2 separate regions of the Mus musculus genome follow, and region 1 is linked to region 2. The links are chromatin contacts, called in public promoter capture Hi-C maps. All regions are on one chromosome and are shown on one strand. The core of a region is the stretch at or near the end of the contact, and the rest is flanking DNA. Distances in the headings are between cores, read along the strand shown. Region 1 holds the start of Olfr649 (olfactory receptor 649). Region 2 holds the start of Hbb-bt (hemoglobin, beta adult t chain).

Evidence for each region. Promoter capture Hi-C pulls out the DNA fragments that hold promoters and counts their contacts.
Region 1: a contact with region 2 is called in a promoter capture Hi-C map of pre-B cells. The contact joins the promoter of Olfr649 here to the promoter of Hbb-bt in region 2. A contact is called at or near these places in 2 of 39 promoter capture datasets (hippocampal neurons and pre-B cells) and 3 of 484 Hi-C or Micro-C datasets (LSK cells, embryonic stem cells and granulocyte-monocyte progenitors).

The regions. Positions count from the first base shown.
Region 1 is chr7:104,187,349-104,191,921 of GRCm38.p6, reverse strand. It overlaps Olfr649 (olfactory receptor 649), which reads left to right and starts at 1,717. Exons shown (of 1, transcript NM_147055.1): 1 at 1,717-2,655. The coding sequence starts at 1,717. The coding sequence ends at 2,655.
Region 2 is chr7:103,811,942-103,815,950 of GRCm38.p6, reverse strand. Hbb-bt (hemoglobin, beta adult t chain) reads left to right here and starts at 2,028. Exons shown (of 3, transcript NM_008220.5): 1 at 2,028-2,173; 2 at 2,290-2,512; 3 at 3,167-3,427. The coding sequence starts at 2,082. The coding sequence ends at 3,295.

The sequences.
Region 1 (4,573 bases), core at 468-2,967, 380 kb before region 2:
TAGTTTCTACATCTGCAAAATATGGATAATATTATGATGTGTCTTGTAGGTTTTGTTTGTTTCTTAAAGAGAGGGCCTCATATATCCCAGACTGGCCTCAAATTTGCTATTTAGCTCGGGATGAATTTAACTTCTGATCTTCCCTAGTGCTGGGATTACAGGCATGTGGTGGCACCAGGACGTGGGGGGAGGGTGATAAATCTTCTTTCTATAGGCAAAGCAGGCACTATACCATCCAAGCCAGGCCCCAATCTTCTTAGATGACGTTTAGGAAAGTTACAAAAGTGGTTTCATGCTAAGATTTTTCAATTGTCGAATGCTGAAAATTCTCAAAACAAATCTGAGTATTGGGGGGGCGGGGCGGGTATTGCTTCAACTCAGCATTTAGAATAAAAAAATTCTGTGTTCACCCACTAGAGGTCCTTCCAGCATTATATTTAGAAAATACAAAGACTCAGTCTTCTCCAACTCTTAAGCGTTTTCTCCTTCATCCTTAAGGTAGATTGGAGGCTCAGCTTCATATCTACTTCACGAGGCGGCATCAGGCAGTCCTGTCTCAGAGAGCTTGTTTCTGCAGGTTCCAAGGAGGACAGTGACCGAAACTGGGGTGGGTTGGTGTTTTGACAGATCTGGGTTCCGCTTAGGACTGTTCCTTTTACATCTTAAAATCTCTTGTGAATCCTTGCCATTTCACAAGATCTGCATGTACCACCAGGTAAAGGGTGACCCCATGAAAGAATACTGGTCATGGAATCTAGTGATTTGGCTCCTTGGCCAGAGGGATGACTTGAGTTTCTCAAAACAAAACAAAAGAAAAAGAAACAAATCCTTCCCCCCACCTCCCCCAAACAAGGTATAACTGTGTATCCTTGGCTGTCCTGGAACTCTGTAGACCAGACTGGCCTCAAAATTACAGATTATCTGCCTGCCTTCGCCTTCAGAGTGCTGGGGTCAACGGAATGCGCCACCACCATCTGGAGACAAAATTCATTTTTAACGAAGGGTTTCTAAATGAGATAACACATTAGACATGTTGGAGTAAAGTAGGCATCCAAAATTGTTAAATTACTTCATGTTCCCGATAGTGGGACATTCTCTTTAGTGTAATCCTATTCCTGAAGGCAGTTAGAATACTTTTCCCTATACATATCCATGCAGTGATGAATTATATAGACTCAGGGAAAACATGGTCATTTAAATAGGATTAGCATTTTATAAACTGGACAAGTTATTTCTCTTGATTTGGTTTCTATTGAAATGTGGGAATTAACACCAGGGGTCTGATAGCTCTTTGTTAAAGTCATGACCATGACTCTCTTTGGGGTGGAGGGGAATTTGTTTGTTTATTTATTTACTTTGTATGTGAGTGTTTTGCCTGAATGTATATATGTGTATTTATTATGTGTGTGCCTGTTGCCTGCTTAGATCAGGATGTGGGACTGGATTTAGCAGGTGACTGTGAGCCACCATATCCACAAAATAAGTGTCAGAAATCGAACATAAGTCCCCTGGAAGAGAGGCCAGTGCTCTTAACCACTGAGCCATCTCTCCTGCCCATGAGTATTGCTCTTAATGGTAATCGGATTTTCTTTTTCAAATATAGAAAACAGAACTGCTCCCAAAGAGTTTGTGGAGAAAGAGTGAGTGCACAATTGCTCATGCTCACCATACACGCTTGATTTTAGGACAGAAGAACTAATTATTCTTCAGATCTCAATGGTTATGCACAACGTGAGTAGCTACAACACTGGCCCCTTCACTCTCTCGGGCATCCCTGGACTTGAGCAGTACCATGTCTGGATCAGTATCCCTTTCTGCTTTATCTATCTCGTGGCCATCCTGGGCAACAGCATCCTTCTCTACCTTATTGCAGTGGAACACAGTCTTCATTCCCCCATGTTCTTCTTCCTTTCCATGTTGGCCATGACTGACCTCATATTGTCTACCACCTGTGTCCCCAAGACCCTTAGCATCTTTTGGTTTGGTCCTCAGGAAATCAGTTTTCCTGGATGTCTGACTCAGTTATTCTTTTTACACTACAGCTTTGTCTTGGACTCAGCTATCTTATTGGCCATGGCATTTGACCGCTATGTGGCCATCTGTTCACCCTTGAGGTATACCACTATTCTCACACCCAAAACCATTGTCAAAATTGCTGTGGGAATCTCTTTCCGAAGTTTCTGTGTTTTTGTGCCATGTGTTTTCCTTGTGAATCGCCTACCCTTCTGCAGGACACACATCATTGCCCATACCTACTGTGAACACATTGGTGTTGCCCGGCTGGCATGTGCAGATATCTCCATCAACATCTGGTATGGGTTTTGTGTCCCCATCATGACAGTGATTATAGATGTGATCCTCATAGCCATCTCCTACACTCTCATTTTATGTGCTGTTTTTCGCCTTCCCTCCCGAGATGCACGCCAGAAGGCCCTGAGCACCTGCGGTTCCCATGTCTGTGTCATCCTCATGTTCTATATACCAGCCTTCTTCTCCATCCTTGCTCATCGCTTTGGGCGAAATGTCCCCCGCACTTTTCATATTATGTTTGCCAACCTGTATGTAATCATCCCACCTGCACTCAACCCTATTGTCTATGGAGTGAAGACCAAGCAGATCCGGGACAAAGCCATTCTTCTGCTCTTCCCCAAATGATCTCAGTGACTGAAGTCTTGGATCTTGGGCCATTTCATAAAGTATAGTAGGTAAAAGGCTGAACCAGCAACCACTGACCTCCAGGAGACGACACATGGAGCTATTGGGGTTTTGCTTTCTTAGTTATTTTATGCAGAAGCCTCCTCAACCATTTTAGTTTTAGGAAAAGAAGCTCAGAGTTTAGAAGATAAAGGTATTTATCTCGCTTCTGAAAATAAACAACTTATCTTAAGGAGAATCTTTCAATTCTTTTTGGCTGTGCTAAGGTAATAAAGACTCATTGATAACAATGGAAGTTGCTGTTCTGTTTTCACTTAAAATATTTGTGACAAATCAGTTATTTTTTTACACACACCTTAATTCTGTATTTATGCATCATAGTAAGGTAGAAAATTTACTGCTGATCCTATAGATTTCTATATTAAGAAAATTAAATTTGTTCATTTGTGTGTGCATACATGTATATGTGTGTGTGTGTGTATATCAATACGGACACGTGCATGACACAGTTTTCATGTGGAGGCCAGAGGACAACTTGTAGGGAAGGTAGTCCTCTATTTCCACTATGTAGGTTCTGAGGATCAAAGGTAGGTTTTCTACCTTGGGGACAATGACCTTTACTTGCTGAGACATCATGATGTCACAAGTTTCTAGAGTTTGTTTGTTTGTTTTTAAAGATTTATTTATTTATTTAAATGCACGTGAGTACACTGCTGCTCTCTTCAGACACATCAGAAGAGGGAATCAGATCCTATTATAGATAGTTGTGAGCCACCATGTGGTTGGTGAAAATTGAACTCAGGACCTCTGGAAAAGCAGTCAGTTCCCTTAACTGCTGAGCCGTCTCTCCAGCTAAAGTTTCTAGAATTTTAATATGGTTGTTATTATTTATTTCTAAACAACATTAGTTATGTGTCCTGATAACTACCAGGTGCATAGACAATGTTTATCAAGTAATTTCATAGAAAATCTTAATGAAATCATTAATCAGTATTGCAAATGTTTTTCTTAGGAGAGGATTAGAAATACACACACACACACACACACACACACACACACACACACACACATTTTATGTGCCTAGCCATCAAAAATAGTAACAAGGTCTCAAATTAAACAAATTGCTCAATACAATACATGTAATTGAATTTATTGGAGATTTTATTTTAAGACATTTTACTTCATTTGAACTCCTCCAAGACAAAGAAAGAACAGGGCCAACTGCCTGTCAGGGTGCCACTCCTTGATCCTGCTAAAAGAATTCTATTCATGCATAAAATAATAGGTTTTTTGATGTCATTTAACTGGAGGCAAATGCCAGGTGACATATTTTGAAGATGTGAGTTACACATATAGAGTAGGGTATTGAAGCATATGCATATTTTAGTCCAGTGAAAACCATTTAGACATACCAGGACCTTGTTTATATTGGCTGGGGATGTAATGACAAAAGAATAAGAAAGAGCGTTGTTTATTTTATGAAGAGATAGAGAAGTTAAGGAGAAGAATTACAAATGTCCGAGTCTTAAGCCTACCTTGCTATTCATACAAAATAATGACCCAAGGAAAAGTGACTGGTAATATATTTTTTAAAAAAATCTCCATGTTTGACTGACATTTAAATAATTATCCTGTAATATTAGATATGGAAAAAAGACACTTTAAAATGTAGTTATTGGCAATATTGTGTGTCTAATCAGAAGGAGACTAAATTAAAGTAAAAACTGTGCTGGGGAGTTGGCTCAACAGCTAACATCACAAGTGTGACGACCAGCGTTTTGATCCCCACAACCAATGCAAATGTTGGGTATGTGTGTGAAAGTGTAATTCTAGCTTCATGGAGATGGGATCTCCAGAAAAAGCTGGCTAGTGATACTAGCCATATCTGTGAGCTCTGTGTTTGACTGCGAGATCCTGC
Region 2 (4,009 bases), core at 779-3,278:
CCATGATTGAACAAGACAGGCAAAAACTTTTTTTAAAAAGTCAATGAAATGATGCCTGATGATATTCTCATGTACTCATTGATTGATTGGTGCCCAGTTCAGTTATCGTTGGAGATCATCATCCAGCAACGGATAGGAGCAGACACAGAGACCCACAGCCAAACACTAGGCAGAGCAGCTGGATCCCAAGGAAGAGGACGAGGAAGAATTGTAGGAGTCAGGTATTAAGGACTCTGTGAGAACAGACTGACTAAACAAGTAAGCAGGATTCATAGGGGCTCACAGAGAGGGAGAGAGGGAGGGAGGGAGGGAGGGAGGGAGGGAGGGAGGGAGGGAGGGAGTGAGGGAAGGAGGGAGAAAGAGAAAGAGAAAGAGAGAGGGAGATGAGAGAGAGAAAGGAGAGTGAGAGAAAGGAGAGAGAGAGGAGAGAGAGAGAAAGGAGAGAGAGAGAGAAAGGAGAGAGAGAGAGAAAGGAGAGAGAGAGAAAGGAGAGAGAGAGAGAGAGAGAGAGAGAGAGAGAGAGAGAGAGCGAGAGAGAGAGAGAGAGAGAGAGAGAGAGAGAGAGAGAGAGAGAGAGAGAGAGAGAGAGAGCGAGCTGAGGTAATTCACTACTCAGTAGTGCATGTTGCTTCTTCCCTTCACAGGGGAAGTTCCCTTCTTATTTTCACATATCTCTTTCATGCCCTGAGTCATTCTCATCCCTAAGTGCCTCCCTCATCATCTCACACAGAAGCTTCTCTTCCCAGGTCCTTCTCCTCCCACTTTTGTACCTTCTCCTTGTGTGAACCTCAGAGCTTATTTAAGGCTTCCCATGGTTTTTAATACCAAGAAGGAAAAGCACACCAGAAGTTCTTAGCATGAAAAGTTTAGGACATTTTATGTGAGAGTTTAGAGGACAAAACAAGATTGAAAAGGAATGAAGATAAAATTAAATAATTTAAGAGTAATGAAAAATATAGAGTACAAATGGGAATAGGTGGGGACTATGAAGTAAAAAAATGATTCTAAAACATATGCAGTATACACAGTGCCCAGGAAGCAGCAGAATGAGCGACTGAATTAGTGAGAGAAGGAGAGAGAGAGAGAGAGAGAGAGAGAGAGAGAGAGAGAGAGAGAGAGAGAGAGAGAGAGAGAGAGAGAGAGAGGAAGAAAACTCTTCAACACTTAACACAGGGAGAATATCTTTCAAGATCCCTTCACTGGGTTTACCTGTCACTAGGAAAACCTTTCTCACTTCTTTCCCTCCCTCTTTCTTTATCTCTGAATATTGCCACTAATCTTAGGGTTATAAGTAGCTTTGTATTTCTTTTTTATTTTTTCCAAATTGAGAGTTCTGTGTTTCCTTCTCTGGCTCCCAAAAACTAAAAGAGAGAGCAATGTCCAAGACGTGATCAATTCACTTGTGTGCTACTTCCCATAAATCATGTGACTAAATTAACAAATTAAAGAATGAAGGAAACAAACCAAACAAGTATGAAAGAAATGAATATATATTTATTTTCCTACCTGAAGGTTTCTTCAAAACATGAAGAAAAATAGTTAGAAAAACAATAGAAAAATGATTATTTTGTCTTCTTTTCTTATGTTCCATAATTGGGGTGATCCTCTTGTGCACTCAAACTAAAAGAAAACGAACCAACATACCCAGATCAAAACAAAACAGAACAGGCAAATTTTCTTATGTATAATGTGTTTTAATTTTTTATTTGTGTAGTAAACAATATTGAAGAGATAATATTGAACAGACAAGCTATGTTATTGGTGCAAGAATTGAAAAATACAGTATTTAAAGAAGATGTTATAGAAACAGAATTAGCTGCAAGGATAAGAACAGACACTACTCAGAGTGAGACCCAGAACTCAAATGTCTTAAGCCTGGGCCATAGCCACCCTGTGTAGATATGGTTGTCATCTCTGAAGCCTCACCCTGCAGGGTAACACCCTGGCATTGGCCAATCTGCTCAGAGAGGACAGAGTGGGCAGGAGCCAGCATTGGGTATATAAAGCTGAGCAGGGTCAGTTGCTTCTTACGTTTGCTTCTGATTCTGTTGTGTTGACTTGCAACCTCAGAAACAGACATCATGGTGCACCTGACTGATGCTGAGAAGGCTGCTGTCTCTGGCCTGTGGGGAAAGGTGAACGCCGATGAAGTTGGTGGTGAGGCCCTGGGCAGGTTGGTATCCAGGTTACAAGGCAGCTCACAAGTAGAAGTTGGGTGCTTGGAGACAGAGGTCTGCTTTCCAGCAGGCACTAACTTTGAGTGTCCCCTGTCTATGTTTCCCTTTTTAGGCTGCTGGTTGTCTACCCTTGGACCCAGCGGTACTTTGATAGCTTTGGAGACCTATCCTCTGCCTCTGCTATCATGGGTAATGCCAAAGTGAAGGCCCATGGCAAGAAAGTGATAACTGCCTTTAACGATGGCCTGAATCACTTGGACAGCCTCAAGGGCACCTTTGCCAGCCTCAGTGAGCTCCACTGTGACAAGCTGCATGTGGATCCTGAGAACTTCAGGGTGAGTCTGATGGGCACCTCCTGGGTTTCCTTCCCCTGGCTATTCTGCTCAACCTTCCTATCAGAAGGAAAGGGGAAGCGATTCTAGGGAGCAGTCTCCATGACTGTGTGTGGAGTGTTGACAAGAGTTTGGATATTTTATTCTCTACTCAGAATCGCTGCTCCCCCTCACTCTGTTCTGTGTTGTCATTTCCTCTTTCTTTGGTAAGCTTTTAATTTCCAGTTGCATTTTACTAAATTAATTAAGCTGGTTATTTACTTCCCATCCTGATATCAGCTTCCCCTCCTCCTTTCCTCCCAGTCCTTCTCTCTCTCCTCTCTCTTTCTCTAATCCTTTCCTTTCCCTCAGTTCATTTCTTCTTCTTTGATCTACTTTTGTTTGTCTTTTTAAATATTGCCTTGTAACTTACTCAGAGGACAAGGAAGATATGTCCCTGTTTCTTCTCATAGCTCTCAAGAATAGTAGCATAATTGGCTTTTATGCCAGGGTGACAGGGGAAGAATATATTTTACATATAAATTCTGTTTGACATAGGATTCTTATAATAATTTGTCAGCAGTTTAAGGTTGCAAACAAATGTCTTTATAAATAAGCCTGCAGTATCTGGTATTTTTGCTCTACAGTTATGTTGATGGTTCTTCCATCTTCCCACAGCTCCTGGGCAATATGATCGTGATTGTGCTGGGCCACCACCTGGGCAAGGATTTCACCCCCGCTGCACAGGCTGCCTTCCAGAAGGTGGTGGCTGGAGTGGCTGCTGCCCTGGCTCACAAGTACCACTAAGCCCCTTTTCTGCTATTGTCTATGCACAAAGGTTATATGTCCCCTAGAGAAAAACTGTCAATTGTGGGGAAATGATGAAGACCTTTGGGCATCTAGCTTTTATCTAATAAATGATATTTACTGTCATCTCAATTCTGTGTTTTGATTACTTTTGTTTCTTGCAAGGATTAATGTGAAATATTTATTATATAAAGCAGTTGGGGCATGCTGGAGGGAAGGAAGTGAGGGTAAAAGTCATGCCATTCTATTTCAGTTAAAACCATTCAAGAATAAAATACCAAAGAGGAAGTGAGAGTTCAGAAACAAGGTATTCACTTTGACTTCCTGGTAATTGACTTCTGCAGCTTTGTGATAAGTGGTGAGATAGTAAGTGGCTATTCCGTCAGCAACCTTCCCTGACATCCATTTCTCAGAAAAAGAAGTTAAATAGGGGTTTAATTTACAGCATAGACATATACTATGTTTTATAGTTTTTTGTATTGTTCTAATTTTTCCTCACAAATGCCCCTTGATTTTCTGCTTGTTGTCTAGTATCTCAGAGACTTTAGTCTAATTTCTCTTGCCTCAAGTATCCATCACTCTTTTCTTTTATCTATCTATCTATCTATGTATCTATCTATGTATCTATCTATGTATCTATCTATCTATCTATCTATCTATCTATCTATCTATCTATCTATCTAAAATATATATCAAATATATTTTTTCTTTTTT